Regions from separate parts of the Mus musculus genome. Here region 1 is linked to region 2. The links are chromatin contacts, called in public HiChIP or PLAC-seq maps. All regions are on one chromosome and are shown on one strand. Each heading gives the region's core, a stretch centred on a gene start, on an enhancer-like site or on the middle of the called end of the contact. The rest is flanking DNA. Distances are from core to core; before and after follow the strand shown.

Region 1 (2,700 bases), core at 149-2,648, 530 kb before region 2:
CTGTATCTTTTCATATTGAGAAAAGCCTCTAGGGGTGGGACCTTGGCAAATGGTAACCAGAGGTAGCTGAAGTAATTTTATGGCTGCCTCCCTCTATACACATGCTTACAGGCCTGCTTTCATTTTCAAAAGCTCCCACTTTGGAATATAAAGGGGAAAGCGTGCAACGTGTGATCAGAGAAATGGCGCTACTTAGGAAGGTGTAAGAGCTATGAAAGGAAGGAAGCCAATAGGCAGCATAGTGCCTGCACATGCATAGAAGGCTGTCTGGGGTGGATGTGATTGGCACACCCATCACTGAATTCAGGCTTCATAGACTTGCCATGACTACATCAGTCAGAGACGTTTTCATGAAGGCCTTTACAATGGAGAATACATATGAGGGCACCTTTCCACGCTGGCTGTTTAAGCTTGCCTTGAGAAAAAGGCAGAAAACGAATGCCTTGGGAACCAAGCCCCAGACACTGAGCTCAAGTAGACCTTTCTGGTCAGTGAGAAGAGGAGTTGGACTTTATCTACTGCTGATGTTCACTTAAAGGATGTTCATGCAGCCATGACTTTAGAGCTCCTGCTCGGTGGGGCTGGCAGCTTCTTATCCTGGGCTGAGACTGTTTCTGTCCATACAAAAGATGGCTGTAGAATATGAGCTGGCCTGGAGTTGCTGGGCCCCAGGCATTACTGTAGCTCCTCTCGGGGCTTAGCTCTTGGCATAACAATTCTATCCATTCTGCTAGACATTCCTCTTGCTGTCAGGACTCTCATATACATAAACTCACAAAGAACTGCCTGCACCAATGACTCCATTTCCCAGAGAAGCGGATCCCCAAAGAGCAGGCAGGGGTGAGCTAATGAACCAGCTCGGAAGGGAGAATCACAAAGAAGACCTCTCCTAGAGGTCAAGGTGGCTCAGGGCTCCGCGACCCGATAAAGTCATGGAGTATGTGAACGGGAGAGTCTTTAGCTTCGAACCAGACTGAGGAAGTGGGGAAGAAGGAAGAGAGGCACAGGATCTGCTTTTTACCCTGTGTGCCTCATAAAATGAATGATCAAAAGTAAATTACAGACTTGCAAATGGGTGGTTAACGACTGAGACAATATGAGTGCAGAGAGAAGCTCATCAAAACACACTGGGCAAGAGCAGGAGGGAAGGGCTGAATACAAATGATGCTCTATAAAGCCACAGCATCAAAGCAAACGGCCCCCAGTGGAGGGTCCGGGTCATTCCCCACACCTGTCGGGTGGAGAGAACGTGCTGCAAGAGTCCTCTTTCAAAGGAGGAGCAGATGAAGCGCCTGTGTGGAAAGGGGAAGAAAGACTGACGGGAAAGAGGAGTGACAATGTCAGAACAACACAGCCTCAGCTGCTGATGAGAGCCGCCCTCTTCTTAGACAGTGGGGTGGGACAGCAGCCGACTTCAGGCTTTCAGCAGGGCCAGTGTAGAACTATTCTTAGCAGAGGCTGGGGGAGGGTAGGAGGGAGAGGCTGTGAAGAATGCCTATGTCTAATCAATGCAATAATTCACAGCCTCTGGGCTCAAAAGCACAAGTAACTAGGGTAAGGTGGCCCAGTGCAGCACAGGCTGGAAATCCCAGCACTCTGGAAACCGAGGCAAAAACATCCTAAGTGAGATCCTGTTTTAATAAAGCCCAAAACAGAGGTGGGAGATGACGTTGGCATCAGGGAGCCCACACATTTACTTAGGGTACAAGTGGAGTCCCCTCAGCTGCTTAATTTTTTGGCTGATGTTCATTCCCTGGGAACTGAAACAAAAGGGAAGTGGAAAGCAAAGAAAATTATTAAGGTATAACGAACGACAAGGAGTTCAGTTGGGGGGGGTGTTTCAGAGAAGGAGGAGAATCACACGGTCAAAGTGGGCCAGGTACAACCCATTTTCCCTGGTGGAAGCCACCTTTGTTCTGGGTTTTATTAAAACAGGCTCCCTTAGGGTATTACTACATGTAAGTTACTTTTCTCCTCGATGTTGTGATGTTTGCCATAAGCAACTTCAGGGAAGAAGGGTTATTTTGGAACATGGTTTGAGGTATATGGTCCATCACATTTGGTAAATCATGGTGGCAGCTGGCCACATTGCCTCTGTAGTCAGAAAGCAGAGAGCTGCCAAGCTTGGCCGGCTTTCTCTTTTATATTCGCTCAGGAACCTGCTTATGGAATTGGGCTGCACACACTGTGGGTGGGTCTTCCCATCCCAATTCTATCTAGAAGCTCCCTCACAAGCTTTGTCTCTAAGTGATTCTAAGACCCGTGAAGCTGATTATCCTCTCATTGGCTATCACAACAGAAGACTTTCAAAGGCAAGCCTTTTCCCTTGTCTACTGTGAGGGCTATCAGAGGAGGCCACATAAGAGCTGGGTGTCAGAATGCCATGCAGAGAATACAGCTTGTCCAGACCCAGAGCAGCTGGAAAAGGCCATTCTGCATGGAGAAAATGACAAGCGGCAAGTGTAGCATGAGAGCGGGGGAGAAGCGTGAAAGAGGAATCTGGCGAATTGAGGAGAAGATAGATTGCGGAGGTTCGTTATGTCACGCTAAAGAGTTTGGACCATATTCTATACGGCAGCCTCCTGGGTTCCTCAGTAGGAGAAGGGCATGATGGATCTGTATTTGGAAAGCCCTCCTTATCAGCTGTGTGAAAGAGGCCCATACAGAGAGATGCCTGGGGACATCTGTACTATGGCCATT
Region 2 (2,915 bases), core at 129-2,628:
AATCTTTTAAGAGACACTAAAACCCCTGTCATCCTGGAGTGGAAAGTATGTGAATATGGTTTCTTGTATGTGCCTGTGCAGATGTGACTAGCTGAAAAGCTAACACCCTCACTTTCTTGTGATGGTGGTGATGACAAGCCACAAGAGGTAAAGCTTCAGGAAGCAAAGCTGGGGGTGAGGGCAGGCTATTGTACACTGGGGTTAGTGGAAGTAAAAAGGCCAAGGCTTAACTGGCTACAAATCCTTTGTGCTGACACCTGCTGGAGAGAAGTGGAGCTCATGTCTCCAGGTGGCTGCCCTATGATTTTCTTGAGGACTTATGAAGCAGCCAATCACATAAAACCACTTGCAACCATTCCCAATACCTGTGATGTCTTGAAAAGTGATCTGGTCAGCACCTAGTTTTTTTATGACCGCTACCCACCCAGCCAGCACTTTCTAATAATACTCTGCCTTTAGCCCCCAGGATCGCATAGCAATCTACAAAGATTAATTAGAAGTGCTTTTCAGTGCTCCTTCTTGGTAGAGACAAGAATGGAAGCTACTAAAAGGGAAGTAAATTAGCCTCCCTGAGGGTTGGAAGGGAGGGTTCTGCCTGAGGGCACCTCTGGTTCAAGCCAGGGCTGTATTTGAAAACCAAAACTCTTGAGACCTGGGAACCAACAGAGAAACAATGTCATCAGATACTCCAAAAGGATTTAAGTGTAAGAAAATAAGGAGGCTGCCTGTGTTTATTCTTTTACTTGAAAAATGATGTAAACACCCAAATTTGTTACTATCTCCTTCCACGCGATTCCTGGCAAGATGCCCAAGATTAACTGACGTTTTGAGAGATTCCAGTATCCACACCATAACAGGCCCTTGCACTCTGCTCTTCCCTTAACCAGAATCTGCACCCCCATTCCTGAGAAGCTTGAGGGGCTCACAGGGGTAAAGGCAACCGTTGGATGCCTGTCTGTTTGGAAGCCGCCCTAAGCCTGGTGCTTGGTTCCTTCGGCAAAGAACCTGGAGTGGTGGGAGAGAAAGGCGGCATCGGGCCATTGAGGAAGTGCAGCTGCAGAGTGCCAAGGGGGAGGGGCCGGAGCTTCAGTGACGCTCTGTTTTATTCTTGCAACCAAGGCACAAATTAAAGCAAAATTAGAGACTTTCTTCAGGCATTGGATGACGGGAGGAGAAGGAAGATGGGGAAGCAGAGCTTTTAAGGACAGCGATTTGAGAACATCCGAGACAAATCAAGCTGGTGGCTGACTCTCTTCTTTTTTTTTTTATTGTGGAGTACTTACTGACTTTCCTTTTGGATTCCGGAGGGCTTCCCTTCCCCCCTATCTTTCCCTTTTTGCACCACGTACATGTAAATGTGATTGAGGAGTCTCTCGCCAGATCTGCTGCCTCGGCAGCCTTCCTGCCAGCTGGCCAGGCTGGGGAACCACGCTGGAGGCTGGCTGTGATGGACTACTTCCACAGGCTGCCTGGGGGGAAGTTTGCATCCGGAGGGGCTCCAGAGACCCTCTTGGCGGTTGAATAGCCGAAGGAAAAAAAGGCGAAGATGGAGGACCCTTTCAGCAGACCCCAAACCTCTTCTCTTGGCCCTCAGAAGACGTCCAAAATACCCCCACCATTTCGCCTGGCTAGACATTGGCCGCTGTTGTCAGTGTCCCATTCCCTGAAGAATTTCTGATGCTCAAAGTCCAGGTAGATCTAGAAAGCTATGCTCCACACCCTCCTTTCTCTTTCCAGCTAGGCTGTGCCAGTAAAACTCCAAGAGAATCTTATGCAGTGCTTACCCCCTCTAGACTACTGTAGCTGGTAGACAGCCCTAGTGTTTCTGGACTCAGCTTCGGTCTGTGTTTGTCTCCTGCACCTGTCTCCTTCCCACCTTGCCCTCAGATCGTATCCATTTCTTTATATTTTTTTTCTTACCGTCTTTCCTTTTCTCTTATGATGTACCAGACCCTATCTTCAGTAATTTGACTTCCCAAAGAGTCTGTGGAGCAAGCTCACAAACTCTTAGGGAACCTAACCTTGCCTGTTACTGACTGGTAACCTGTCTTTAATGTTCAAAGAGATTATATTTTCTCACAGGAATTTGGGGGAACTTAGGGGTCATCATTGGTATAGGTGATTGGCAGATGTTCACCAGGATATCTTAGGAGAGCTCTTAAGAACCTCCCCCTGACCCTAAGGATAATCACATCCTAACCCCCTCCCAATAAGCAGGTAGTATGTTTATTGGCTCAATTATAACTGATAGCGTAAAAACAGCAAAAACAGTTCTCATCTGAAAGAGGTAGTTTATTATAGAGCCAAATAGCCCCAAAACACAGATTCAGGGGTACTCAAAATTCGATGTTTTGGCATGGCAACAGTTTCAATAAATTTCCTTGCTGCAAAACCAAAGAACAAAGACAGCCACAAATCAAGACACTTTTAAAAACTACATTGGTGGTCATAGGTTGCAGCAAAGCAGAGAAAGCGCTGCCATAGTTCTTGATGGTATATAATAAAGTTCTTAGCTCTCGGGTTGGTGGGATGTAGTTGAATGCTAAGTTAATGCATTTGAAAGGCCTCAGGTGATAGTCACTGAAATGTTAGGTCAGTTATAAATGTGGGCTCCTTAGAGGGCTAAAGATAGTCCAAGACACTTTTTAAGCAGATGCAATGCCTTCGTCATTCCAACCTCCCCGTAACCATTGACATTCTAATTCTTTAATCAGCCTTTGTAGAATGTGCCATGTAAGGAGAGACTGCTTTCCAGAATCTTCTATTTATTAAACAGAACATGGAAGAGCAGTGGGGTTCGAGTACCATGACGAAGGTAGAAGTAGATAATAGCTCTCATCTTAGGCAAGATTTCTCACTCTCCCTCACCTTGCTCACGGTGGATGAAACCAGTTGCAGGTGGTGCAGCATTCTTT

What was found. HiChIP or PLAC-seq counts read pairs in DNA pulled down with a chosen protein or histone mark.
Region 1: an H3K4me3 HiChIP or PLAC-seq map of embryonic basal ganglia shows a contact between it and region 2, with 5 times the contacts expected there. The contact joins two enhancer-like sites. A contact is called at or near these places in 1 of 39 promoter capture datasets (cranial neural crest), 3 of 484 Hi-C or Micro-C datasets (epidermal suprabasal cells, myocytes and nephron progenitors), 2 of 115 datasets of contacts at active chromatin or transcription factors (embryonic basal ganglia and embryonic limb bud) and 1 of 9 other capture datasets (embryonic stem cells).

The regions. Positions count from the first base shown.
Region 1 is chr9:30,283,384-30,286,083 of GRCm38.p6, reverse strand. No RefSeq gene overlaps it. Among named protein-coding and RNA genes, the nearest start is that of Gm26435, 7.2 kb to the left of the region's middle. Within about 2 kb of position 1,398, at least 37 of the 459 cell types and tissues checked have an H3K27ac peak or open chromatin away from gene starts, as enhancers often do. A contact at or near this core is called in embryonic basal ganglia, where this site is marked.
Region 2 is chr9:29,748,929-29,751,843 of GRCm38.p6, reverse strand. It overlaps a transcript of Ntm not described here. Among named protein-coding and RNA genes, the nearest start is that of Gm15521, 120 kb to the right of the region's middle. Within about 2 kb of position 1,378, at least 54 of the 459 cell types and tissues checked have an H3K27ac peak or open chromatin away from gene starts, as enhancers often do. A contact at or near this core is called in embryonic basal ganglia, where this site is marked.